2 separate regions of the Zea mays genome follow, and region 1 is linked to region 2. A link is a contact called in public Hi-C data. All regions are on one chromosome and are shown on one strand. Each heading gives the region's core, a stretch centred on a gene start, on an enhancer-like site or on the middle of the called end of the contact. The rest is flanking DNA. Distances are from core to core; before and after follow the strand shown.

What was found. A called contact is a pair of places that touch in the nucleus more often than the background predicts.
Region 1: a contact with region 2 is called in a Hi-C map of tassel, with 2.0 times the contacts expected there. The contact joins the promoter of LOC100383948 here to the enhancer-like site in region 2. A contact is called at or near these places in 5 of 25 Hi-C or Micro-C datasets (bundle sheath, ear, leaf and 1 more).

Annotation. Positions count from the first base shown.
Region 1 is chr2:179,188,515-179,195,165 of Zm-B73-REFERENCE-NAM-5.0, reverse strand. It overlaps LOC100383948, which reads right to left and starts at 1,911. Exons shown (of 1, transcript NM_001176565.1): 1 at 1,150-1,911. The coding sequence starts at 1,567. The coding sequence ends at 1,196.
Region 2 is chr2:179,078,895-179,085,467 of Zm-B73-REFERENCE-NAM-5.0, reverse strand. No RefSeq gene overlaps it. Among protein-coding and RNA genes, the nearest start is that of LOC118476393, 4.2 kb to the left of the region's middle. Within about 2 kb of position 2,562, at least 18 of the 20 cell types and tissues checked have an H3K27ac peak or open chromatin away from gene starts, as enhancers often do. A contact at or near this core is called in bundle sheath, ear, leaf and 1 more, where this site is marked.

The sequences.
Region 1 (6,651 bases), core at 662-3,161, 110 kb before region 2:
TCGACACGCTTCGTGCGCTGATACTGGACGGGGTTAGTGGAGAGTTACATGGCGCTGAAGTTATCACAATAGACAATGGTGCTCCGCATTAGCGGACTGTGCAACTCCTATAGAAATTGGCGAAGCCACGTCGCCTCACCGACGTCGTTAGCCACAACACAATACTCGGCCTCGGCGCTGGATCGGGAGATGACTGTCTGCCGCTTCGAAGACCAGGAAACATGACTATCGCCAAGGAACATGGTGAAGCCGGATGTGGATCGATGTGTGTCGGGACAACCGACCTAGTCAGCGTCGGTGTAGACGACGAGGTCGGTGGTCGCAGATCGTCGAAGAAGAAAGCTGAGGTCGGAGGTGCCCTGGACGTACCGCAGGATCCACTTCATAGAGGTGAGATGTGGCTCCCGCGGGGCATGCAAATGGAGGCACACCTGCTGAACGGCATAGGCGATGTTGTGGCGGGTGAAGACGAGGTAATGCAAGGCCCTAGCAAGACTCAGATAGCTGGTCGGATCAGCCACCAGAGGGCTGTCGACAGAGGAGACCTTGCCCTGAGTGTCCACCAGAGTCATGTAGGGCTTATAATCAGCCATGCCAGCACGCTCGAGGATGTCGATGATGTACTAGCGCTGGTGGAGGAACATACCCTAGGGCTGGTGCTCGATGGTGAACACCGGAAAGTGGTGCAGCCCACCAGGTCCTTCATTGTGAACTCCCGCTGGACGGAGAAGATGATGTGCCGCAGGAGGTCAGGGCAGGAGCCTGTGAGGACGATGTCGTCGACATAGAGGAGAAGGCGAAGGAAACAGCTGTGAGGACGATGTCGTCGACATAGAGGAGAAGGCGAAGGAAACAGTGATGCCTAAGAGGGGGGGTGGGGTGAATTAGGACTTCTAAAAACTTACTCTAAGCTAGGCCACAATTAAATCCCTAGAGCAAACCCTGTACAAATAAATAATAAAAAATGTGCAAACTAGATTTTGTCTAAGTATTGCTATCTCTACCGTAAAGCCTAAGTTTCAATCCTAAATAATCTAATTAGAATGGCTAGATTGAAACTTAAATCTCTACAAACTATTAAGACGATAGTGTAGACCGTCGCGATGCCCCCGCCTCCTCTCCGCGCTCGCACCCGCCCTGTTCCCCTCGCCCGCACAAACCACCCCATCTGTCCCATCCGCGAGCCGCGCACGGGTCATCTGCATGCCGCATCCGCCCCATCCTCTCGCCGTCTATCCCCTCCGCATGACCGCTGCCCCAGTCCATCCCCTCCTCGTCCAGCATCCGCTCCCTCTGCAGTCCCCCCTCCCTCCCACACGACCATGGCGTCCTGGTTGGTGCCCTTCCGGTCCTGCTGCGTGTGGAGGCTCGCCACCGCGCTAGCGCCTTTGCCGCACAACCTCTCGAGGACCCACGCGAGCTCATCCTCCGTCATCTCCCCCGCTCCTCCGGGCAGCTTCTTCCCACCTCCGCCGGCCGCGCCCTCCTGGCTCCCGTGGTGCCTCTTTCGCCACGCCGCTGGGCCATCGCCGGTGGCGGGGGCCTCGGAGGAGAGGCAGGAGCCCATGATGGCCAACGAGAGGGAAGCGACACGGTGGGGCACATGGTGGAGGTGGCGGTGGTAGCTGCCTGCCTGCCTGTCTGCAAACTGTTCTGATGATGCTCGAGATTTGTAGGTCTTGTGGAGTCATTTGTATCGTATGGTCTTGTTGCTTGGAGGTCCGTGCTTAAAAAATGGCATTTTGGTTTTTAATTAGGGTTTCAACTCATGTCTCTTGCTTCATGTGATGGGAAATGCTTGTTGTGCCATATGATGCAACCTTTCAGGATAAGATAATGTTGCTTAGACATAATTGAGAGCCTGTTGTTAACGTCGCACTGAAATATCAAACATCTCTTCTGTTTGCTAACAGATTGTGTGTCCTTACCGGTCTGTTCAGTTGAATAAGAGAATTTATATGGTCTTCATTTATGGATAAAGGCAATGGGGGCATCTGACCCATGATACCAGGCGTTTCGCTCATTCTGAAACAGAGTACACAAGAATAGACGTTAACATCAGTAGTGCCAGGTCTCAACTCAATGTTGTAATCAATTGCAGAAGGTTTCGAAACTCAATGTCGTACCTGCTTAAAATTGTTTTGATGTTGTTACTCGTGCGGAGAAAAGGATTTGTGTTCTCCACTGTCTACAAGAAAATCAGGCATGAAAACAATTATGATCAATTGGATTACTAAACTTATCATGTTTTTTTCTTCTAAAATACATGGAAGCTACTTTAGTCCATCAAACCAAAAAGAGCGACATGTTCCAACCAGTGATATAATAATCGACACATTTATTTCACATGATATCATCAGATATGAATGTTCTTGATGCAACAAATATCAAAACTAAACATCCAAAGGATAAGATTAAATCACGGTCCCCTGAAATGTTAAATGAAACTCAAAGTGGTGGACTTCGATGTGTTCATGGTTGTACACAGGTAGTGCAAAACGAAGCCAAAAGCACCTTTACAGCTTATATTACATGTCATCTAAGGCATCTACTCTTTGTTGATTAATTCTACAAATTTTCCATTTAGTTTCAATGTTTCATCCTGGATTCAACTAATAACAACTATAGCGGTAAGAGTATAATCTCCATTTCTGGTGGAATCATGAACAAAATAGTGATGTATTTTTAATAGATGGTAATTGTATGACTAACAACCATAATTAAATATGAATAAATTACAGTTACCATGTACCTTGTGGCTGACACTCAAGAGTATGAAAAGGGCAAGTGTAGACCATACATATGACATGTATAAATAAAAGCAGACCTTGAATGTTTCATTATTTGCAGAAATCTGGTTAAGCAACTGGTTATTTTCCTCCAGGAGACGCTGGGTTGCACTGTCGACAACATGAGCTGCTTCAGAATGCATCCACATGAGTATTATTAGAAGTAAGATCACCATCAGATATATGTATGTAGGTCCACAACAATGAGTTTTCTTTTACATTACTCATCATACTTTCACAGAATTAATAAATAGAAATGGACTTCGATGGAAGAAACCAGACCAACAATGTATAGAAAGATGCAGTTACAAAAGGAAAGTCCACTTTTTAATTTTCCATAAAGATAGATGAATCTTTATGAAAAATAAAAAAATACCTACATGCTATAAATATGCATTGCATCATTAATAAATCCCAAAATTTCTTACTGTGCCAACTTACTTGAATATTACACAGGAGGAAAAAATTGAATTTTACAAGGTTAAATAATTCGTATGTCGTAGCAATGCGCGGGCACGAGAATTTATGCATATGTTTTTTGCATTGAAAATATATTTTCTTCAAGTTTGCGATCGTGCTACATTTTTCTGCTTTTACTTCGACTATATATTAATGTGCCACCAAAAATATTGTGTTTCATCAACTTATGATGGAGTTCGCTCAATTTTTTCTTGAATATATTTTTTGTAGAACAAAATTGAATTTTACAAGGTGGAATACTGATTGGGAAAAGGTAGAATACTGATTGGGAAAGCGCTACTCCCTTGTATGAACTAGCTGGTCAATGATTTTGTTTTCCATCATTTTTGTTTGCTTGACATCAGTTTGTTCATTAGGGAGCATATATGTGGAATGATGATTAATGTTTCTGTATATTAATGTATTTTATCATAACATGTTGGCACAGTAACAACGTACGGGCATACACCTAGTACTTAATATAAATGCGGAAGGTAAAGAGCAAGGTAGAGATGCAAACTCTCGTGGATGACGCCGATATTTTTACCGAGGCATCCGGAACCACTCAAGGTTCTGACTAATCCTCATTGGTGCCCCTACGCAAAGGGAAGCTCACGCGAGGGCCCAACACCTCGGTCAAGTAACTCCGTAGAGAGCGTGGGCCTTCTCCACACGCAACTGATGCTCCGCTTCCGGCTCCTCTCGGACGCTCCCCGCCGTCTCCACTATCGAGCTTCCAGTCAAAACGCCATGGGCCTCGTTCCCTCCGGTACACGGTGGCGGTCATGACACAAACTCGGTTGTCACGGTCTCGCAAGACTCTCGCCCCACGTGATACAATTACAACGGCTCACGCAAGAGCCGATGGGTTGTGTGGTTTTTCTAAACTCACTCAACTAACTAGGATTCACCTAGAGCAAGCGCTAATGCGGTCTAACTAACCTAAGCACTTTACAAAGCACCTACACTAATCACCGAGTGATTCTATTAAGAACTTGGGTGTTTGAGCACTTGAAAATGTCTACAATATGCCTTGGTATGTTGCTTGGGGCTCCCACACCTTCAAATGACTAGTTGGGGGGTATTTATAGCCTTCCCCCTCAATTATAGCCATTGGACAGAAGCAGCAGCTTTCTGTCGACGGGCGCACCGGACAGTCTGGTGCACACCGGACAAGCATTGTTCACTGTCCGGTTCCCTGGCCACGTCAGCCGACAGTTGGGGTTTGTAGCAGTCGACGTTGGATCCTACCGTTACCCAGACTGTTCGGTGCACACCGGACAGTCCGGTGCTACAGCCTGAGAGCGCCTGGTTGCGGGCCCCTCTGCGTAGTCTGTCTGGTGCGCACCGGACAAGTTTTTCACTGTCCGGTGCACCACAAGTACGCTGGCTGACTGCCCTCTTCATGGATTTCTTAGCTGTTTCTTTGGGCTTCTCTTGATCTTGAGTCTTGGACTTCTATGCATCTTTTATGTCTTCTTTTGAGGTGTTGCATCCTCAGTGCCTTAGTCCAATCCTTTTCGCATCCTATGAACTATAAATACAAACACTAGCAAACATATTAGTCCAAAGGTTATGTTGATCATCTAACACCAAAATCCCTTTAGCCAAATGGCCCGAGGTCCATTTTCCTTACAATCTCCCCTTTTTAGTGATTGATGACAACACAACCAAAACAAGCAAATATAACAAACATTTCAATGAAAATATGCAATCTACTTGCTAGGATGCATGAGAGTCCCCTTAAAGTGAGATTATGGACTTAAGCCTCCCCTAACTCCATAATTCACCTGCTTCCAATTTTAGACCAAAGATACTTGAAGAACCAAAACCACTTGTAAGATCAAAGCTTTTAAAAATTTAAATTTGGTGGTGTTTGGTGTTTGATATATTTTTCATGCTTTGGTCCCTAAAACTTCTCCCCCTTTGGCATCAACCACCGAAAAGAAAGACATTAAAAGCATATAGGAATAAAATAAGACTTGCCCTCTAAAAGATTACTCCCCCTAAAAGAGTGTTCTCCCTTTTTAAAATAATATTCTTCCCCTTTGTCATAGACGAAGAAATACTCCCCATGACGAAGATTCTCTACTTAGAAAAAACACATGAAAGAGAGGTGCAAGATATGGTTTGATTAGACTAACTCCCCCTATGCATAGGAAAAGGATATATTTTGACAACATATGCATTTATAGCAACATGGGAAGCAAGATATATGAAATTTAGTCTTATCAAAGTCTGGAGAAGACATGTAAAAGATACCAATTGTTGGATGGAACCACTTGTGGAACCAAATGAAAATTCTTGTATATTTGCAGTGGAAGCTTATTGTCTTTCTCCGGGGACTCCATTTTCCTTCAATGAGACTACTACATAATAGACTTGAAAAGAAATATTAGTCTCAAAGACTTAGATTATAGAGTAACCTTCCCCTGGAAGTGTGCATACAAGTTTTGAATACTTGTAGGAGACATGCACTTGATTTTGAGACCAAGAGGGGCAAATTATCTATAATCCAAACTTTGGCACATATAGGTTAAATGATACCAATTGAAGCAAATCAATTTTAGGATATGACATATGTAAATACCAATTGGAGTATCATTTTCTTAGGAATGTTGAATAAGCTATGTGTCGTGCTTAACTAAACATTTTAAACCGCGTAGGCCTGCTCAAGAATATGAATTGAAAGTGAGCATTCCTACCATATGATTGACCTAGTATGCATGCAGTTAATATCAAAAGTAAATATCACATGTAAAACTAGGCACGTAAGGTAAACACAAGATACAAGAAAATAGATAAGCATATCTAATAAGGAAATACAATAAATCTAGTTACCTTAGTCATGGGTGGAGAATTTGGGTCCAAAGTATTCACTAACCTACTTGGCAATATACTTGATCCAATATGATGCATCCCATGATATACATCCTAATTTTGCCAAGTCTCCAAATTCCCCGAAGTCCTTCGGACTTCTCACTTCCCTCTTGGGATCCAAACCTTCTTGGTGCTTTTCATGGTTGAGATAATCTCCTTTGGCATCCAGATGCGTTTGTTCCCCTTTCCTTTGTTGGCTTGCTTGTTGGCCTTGATTGCTATCACCTTTCTATTCTTTTTCTTCTTGATCAACTATGGTGTAGCAGCCTTTTTGTCCACTTTGTTGATGTAGGTGTTGGAGATTTTGCTTCATGGCTTTTGCTTTTGCTTATCCCCGGTCTTCGCCTTGCATAGGTAAGACTTGTGACCTTCCTTGTGACATAGCCTACAAATCACAGTTTCTCCCTCCGCAGGCTTGTTCACTCCCGCAGTGGTGTTATCCTAAAGAGGTTCGATTTGTTTGGCTTTGCCTTTCTTGTCATACAAAGCCTTTCCAAGGTGAGCCACTTCTTGCCTTAATTGC
Region 2 (6,573 bases), core at 1,313-3,812:
GGCGGAGGAGCAGGCGCGATGAAGTCGTGGGCAGGCGTGAGAGTGAGCGCAGTGGGCGAGCACAAGTAGGGTTGATAATGGATCGCGATCCAAATGTTTTTTTCACAATTTACTAGTACCCTAAATTAATTCTAGTTCAAAATGAATATAAATAGAGTCTGATCTTAATCTAGTCCTTAAATTTTATAGTGATTAGAGCCCATTGTCACCTCTAATCACGGGGGGCGGCCAGATGTGGGGTGACGACAATGACGTGGATGGTGGCTGGTGCAGTGGTGTGGCTGTCGGTGAGCGTGGCGACATGGCTAGCGACGAGGGCATGGAGGTTGGTGGCGTGCGGCTTGGAGTAGGGTTGGAAATGAGTAGAGCCGAGCTTGGCTCGATCGTATTGCGAGCTCAGAGATCAGACTTGGCTAAGGCTCGTTCAGGCTCGTGAGCCGGCTCGAGTCGGCTCACGAGGCGCCACACTAAATCCGATTTAGAGCATAAATTATATATTTTCATTATATATTAAATAAAAAAATATGTACAAAAAATTCAAGAACATATTTTAAACTATATCCAGCATATCCAGCATTAGATTCATAAAAATTTAAGAAAATAAATTAATAATATAGTCACAACATATCACTATATGATATGATAGGCTAACGAGTCAAACTCGACTTGCTATTTGAGCGAGCCATAAAAGTAGATTCGGTTTGGGCTCGTTCAATCTCGCGAGCCTCTGTGAGCCTTAGTGGCCTCGACCTTTTTTTACCCTTAGGCCTTAGCATGGAGAGCGGACAGGCAGCATGGAGAGCGGACAGGCGTGAAAGCGAGCACAAGTTATATCCTGGTAATTTTTTATGGCTTTTAGTGGCAGCATAGAAAGCTTGTTTTCGACGGTTAGGCTAGGGAGGGCCACAATAAATTGTCTTTTTGGGTGGTTAATAACCCCCTGAACCATATCCAGTGCGTGTGGTGTGCGAACCTGAACCATCTGGGTTGCAATGTGCCGCGTCTGCTTCGATCTCATCCACAGCCTACGCCCATCGGACGTGACGCCGGCGTGTACGGTAGTAGCAGCATGCCGTACGCCGCGCAGCTCCAACTGTACGGTGCCGTCGCAGGCATCGTCGCCTCGAATATTCAATAATGGATGCATTATATGTCAAAGAGCTAGGAGTGGTCGTAGTACTACGAAGAGAACAAGTTTTTATTAAAAAAAACAAAGGCGATATCACCATTTTGTTTCGCTTATTGATCAAAAGATGACTCTAAGAATGGAAGTACAAATTGCATGCGTGCAAGTGGAAGGCGCAAGCATCACCACCACGGGTAGATCGAAGATGTGCGCGCAGCTCCATGACCATGCATTTCTATAGTCCACCCACCCGAGGTAGTAGCCGGTTCAATTGGCCTGGTCTGGGCCGTGGCCGTCCCTCCCTGCGTCTGCGTGGAATCGGCATCTCCAGCTGGTCGCCCTGCGGCATATTCACATCCTCCGACAGCCCCCCTTGCCGATTGCCGTGCCTTCCGTTTCACCTGCCCGTGAGAGCGAGAGGAACGGCACGCCGCTCGCGCCGCCGCCGCTGCTGCGACGCGTGCTCGCGCGGCCACCCGACCACGACCTGGTCCGCCTCCGCGGCCGCACCGTCGCGCCAGCCGCTTTCGTCGGCGCTGCAGGCAGCCCACCAAGGCTCGCCGCTGGCCGTGCCGGCACCCCACAGCCTGACAGCGGCGGGGGACGCCGCTCCGCTGGCGGTGGCGCCGACAGCTCCCCCGCCCGAGGCGCAGCCGGAGAAGCGGCCCTGCCAGGTCCGGACCACGGCGCCGCCCCATGGGAGGACGCCGTCTGCGGGGCCCTCGTAGAACCCGACCCGCTCCAGATCCTCCTCGTCGTCGCCGGAGGAGCCGGCCTCCGCCTCGTCGTCGGAGCTCTCGTCCTCGTCGCTGTCGCCGTCATCCTCGTCGCAGGACGAGTAGTAGTAGGTCCCGATGTGCGACTGGATGGCCTCCTTCCCGCAGGAGCGGAGGCGCAGCACGATGACCTGCAGCCGGCGCAGCAGGCTGGGCAGCGTGGCCAGCGCCGCGAGCGCCACGGCCAGCGGCGCCCACGTCTCCGCCAGCAGCGCCGCGGCCAGCGCCGGCGCCCGCGAGAACCGCCCCACCCCGCCCTCCACCATCGCCGCCGCCGTCTCCATCCCTATGCCACCAGCCGCCGACCAGACCAACAGCAGTCCAAGATAATTTAATTTAAAAGAGAGAGAAATCGCGTCGCTCGTGTGGAGCAAAGGAAAGCGGGTGAGGTGTACGACGAAATGGGGAAGGAAAGGAAGCGAGCGAGGCTACGAGCCTACGGCGTCGCTTTAAAGCCGCGCACACGGGTCCGGGGCCTCCGGGCGGGTTTTTCAAAATTCCCGTTACGCCCACTGTGGGGGCAGGATGTCAGTGACCAAGCCTTCGAGACCAGGAGAAAAGTCGCAGGCAGCGGAGGGCGGAGGAAGTAGGCGCGGGTGGGACACGGAACAGCAGTACCGTCGTATCAACAGCAGCCGCACCCCACGGTGGAACCGTGGTCCGTGGAAGCGTGGGCAAGCGCGCATTGGGGATGCATGACGCGTGGGTCCGGAGGAATACATGGGCCCACCCTTGCCTCTTTGGGTACGAAACGGAGCTGCTAACGCGGGCCCCGGACGCGACAGAGATGGCGTCTTGGGGCGGGCGACGCGCTGCGCTGGGCGCGGTGGCTCAGCAGCAACCCCGAGTGCACGTGCGGCGGCAAGACTGACGGGTGGGACCAGGATGCACAGTGGTGCTTGCACGGCGGTTACGCCGCCGCGTGTAGGCGACGCGCCGGCACCGCCCGGCCGGCGGGGTTGGAGGCTCGGAGCTAGTACACGGCTGTGAATCAGCGCCAGGTGTGCGCGCGTGGGGACGCTCAGACTGGATCATGCGGCGGAGGTGCACCGGGCCGCCGCGATTGGTGCTCAGCCACTAGCTCTCTGACACGTCGGATCCCTCGTCGCCTCGTCGACGTCTCTCTGCATCGAAATTCGAGGCGCTTTCTGGCCTGTTGGTTTATCCGAACAGCAGCCGCGTCGGACGACTCGTTTGTAAGATAGCCTCGGACCAGAAGTGACTCGTTTGGTAGTACTGTACAAATTGTACTCTACTCTTCTGCTACGCCCCCCCCCCCCCCCCCCCACCCCACACACACACAAAAAAAAAGAAATAGAAGAACGATTTCGGTTTGCTTTTGTGTTGCAAATATGTTTTGGTTCAACTGAGGCCTCTAGTTCGATTACATAGTATAACCTCTGCACAATCTGATACATTGAGATTTAAGGGGAAAAATGTTCACCCTATTCCGTTGTGTTTAACTCGTTTTTCAAACCGTTCCTACTAGTGGCTACATTGATTGGGTACTGTACCGATCCATTAGATGTACATTAGCGGTTCGAGATGTTTGCTGACAAGGAAGGTCAATATCCTATATGGTGGTGCTGAAGAATCTGGATGAGGGAGGTAGAGACGGGAAAAGAGATGAAAAGTTAGGGATAATATACGACGGTAACAACGAGGAAGAGGAGACAGAAGCGCTTGTGGTGGCTGCATAGTTGGTTGCGCATGCAAGTGGTAAGGCTTATTTTATCGGTTTGTTAGGTGAGACGTGGAAAACACAGATTCACACGCTTCATGTGTGACGCTTAATGGGTGAGGCGCATCCAATTAGAGTGGTGGGGGGGCTACGGGTGATCAGGACGTGGAAGTTGATCGTGGTGCGATGGGTAGCACGTCCGGTTGGATCGTGGTGGGTGGTAGGGGTGTGCAGGCTAATCGGGGTACAACGGGTAGCTCATCGGCAATCAATTTGGGTTGGTCAAGGGGATGGGTCCATCACCAGGTTATGAATAGAGTCAAATATATAGGCTAAGAATAATAAATATATGGTCATTATATCATGTTAATAAATCATAGATCCTATCATTAGTCTGTGAATGTATGGTATGGTGTCATGAACTAAACACAACACATATATTTCAAGTCATTCAATAATTTATCCACCTCAAGATTTGTGATGTATTTTAAGTCAATCCTTTCTACCATATTGGTGTAATTGTATTATCATGATTGAATCGACTTAATGTGTGAGGCATGCATGGTCAGAGCGCGGGGCACGCCGTGGGTGGCGAGGATGTGCGGGCTAATTAGGGTGCGGTAGGTAACAAGTTCGGTTGGATCGCGATGGGTGGTCGAGACGTGCGGGCTAATCGAGGTGTGGTGGGTAGGGCATCAATGATCGATTTGGGCGGGCCAAGGTGATGGACCTATTACCCTAGGTGATGAATATAGTCACATATATATAGGCTAAGAATAATAAATATATGGTCACTATATCATTTAATAAATAGTAGATCCTATCATTAGATGTACGTGAGTGTGCGAATGGATGGTATGGTGTTGTGAACTAACCACAACATATATATATATTAAGTCACTTAATAGTTTATTCACCTTGAGATTCGTAACATATTTTAAGTCAATCTTTTCTATCGGATTGGCATAATTACTTTATCATGATTGGACCCGCTTAATGGGTGAGGCGCGCCCGGTGGGTGGTGAGGACGTGCAGGCTAATTGGGGTGTGACAGGTAGCATGTCCAGTTGGATCTTGGTGAGTGGTGGAGCATGGGGGCTAATCAGAGTGCGATGGGTAGCACGTTAGTGATCGGTTTGGGTTGGTCAATGTGATGGGTCCACCACCCTAGGAGATGAATAGAGTTTGTATATATAGGCTAAGAATAATAAATATATGGTCATTATATCGTGTTAAATAAATAGTAGATCCTATCATTAGATGTACGTGAGTGAGTGTGAGCGTGGATGGTATGGTGTCGTGAACTAACCACAACATATATATTTTACTTTCGAGATTCATAACATATTTTAAGTGAATCATTTCTACTAGATTGGCATAAATATTTCATCACGATTGGAGCTACTTATTAATGGGTGAGGCACACCTAGTTGGAGCGCGAGGCACACGGTGGGTGGTCAGGACATGCAGGCTAATTGGGGTGCGGCAGGTAGCACGTCTGGTTGGATTGTGGTGAGTGGTCGGGTGTGCGGGCAGATTGCGGTGCAGTGGGTTGCACATCGATGATCGATTTGTGTTAGTCAAGGTGATGGGTCCATCACCCTAGGTGATGAATAGAGTCATACTCATATAGGCTAAGAATATCAAACATATGGATTATGTCGTATTAATAAATGGTAGATCCAATTATTAGATGTACGTGAGTTTGTGCATGGATGTATGGTGCCGTGAACTAATCCCATATGTTTGTATTAAGTCATTCAATAGTTTATTCATCTCGAGATCCATAATATATTTGAAGTCGACCTTTTCTATCAGATTGACATAAATATTTTATCATGATTGGACGCGGTTAATGGATCCGAAGGTATATCTGTAACCATTTGTTATATTCTAGAAGACTAAACTAACCACAACATATATATTTCACTTTCGAGATTCATAACATATTTTACATGAATCATTTCTACTAGATTGGCATAAATATTTCATCACGATTGGACCTACTTATTAATGGGTGAGGCACACCTAGTTGGAGCGTGAGGCACACGGTGGGTGGTCAGGACATGCATGCTAATTGGGGTGCGTCAGGTAGCACGTCTGGTTGGATTGTGGTGAGTGGTCGGGCGTGGGGGCAGATTGCGATGCAGTGGGTTGCACATAGATGATCGATTTGTGTTAGTCAAGGTGATGGGTCCATCACCCTAGGTTATGAATAGAGTCATACATATATAGACTAAGAATATCAAACATATGGATTATGTCGTGTTAATAAATGGTAGATCCAATTATTAGATGTACGTGAGTTTGTGCATGGATGTATGGTGCCGTGAACTAATCCCATATGTTTGTTTTAAGTCATTCAATAGTTTATTAATCTCGAGATTCGTAATATAAGAAGTCGATCTTTTCTATCAGTTTGGCATAAATATTTTATCACGATTGGACGCGGTTAATAGATCCGAAGGTATATCTGTAACCATTTGTTATATTCTAGAAGACTAAACTAACCACAACATATATATTTTACTTTCGAGATTCATAACATATTTTAAGTGAATCATTTCTACTAGATTGGCATAAATATTTCATCACAATTGGAGCTACTTATTAATGGGTGAGGCACACCTAGTTGGAGCGCGAGGCACACGATGGGTGGTCAGGACATGCAGGCTAATTGGGGTGCGGCAGGTAGCACGTCTGGTTTGGATTGTGGTGAGTGGTCGTGCGTGCGGGCAGATTGCGATGCAGTGGGTTGCGCATCGATGATCGATTTGTGTTAGTTAAGGTGATGGGTCCATCGCCCTAGGTGATGAATAGAGTCATACATATATAGGCTAAGAATATCAAACATATGGATTATGTCGTGTTAATAAATGGTAGATCCAATTATTAGATGTACGTGAGTTTGTGCATGGATGTATGGTGCCGTGAACTAATCCCATATGTTTGTTTTAAGTCATTCAATAGTTTATTCATCTTGAGATTAG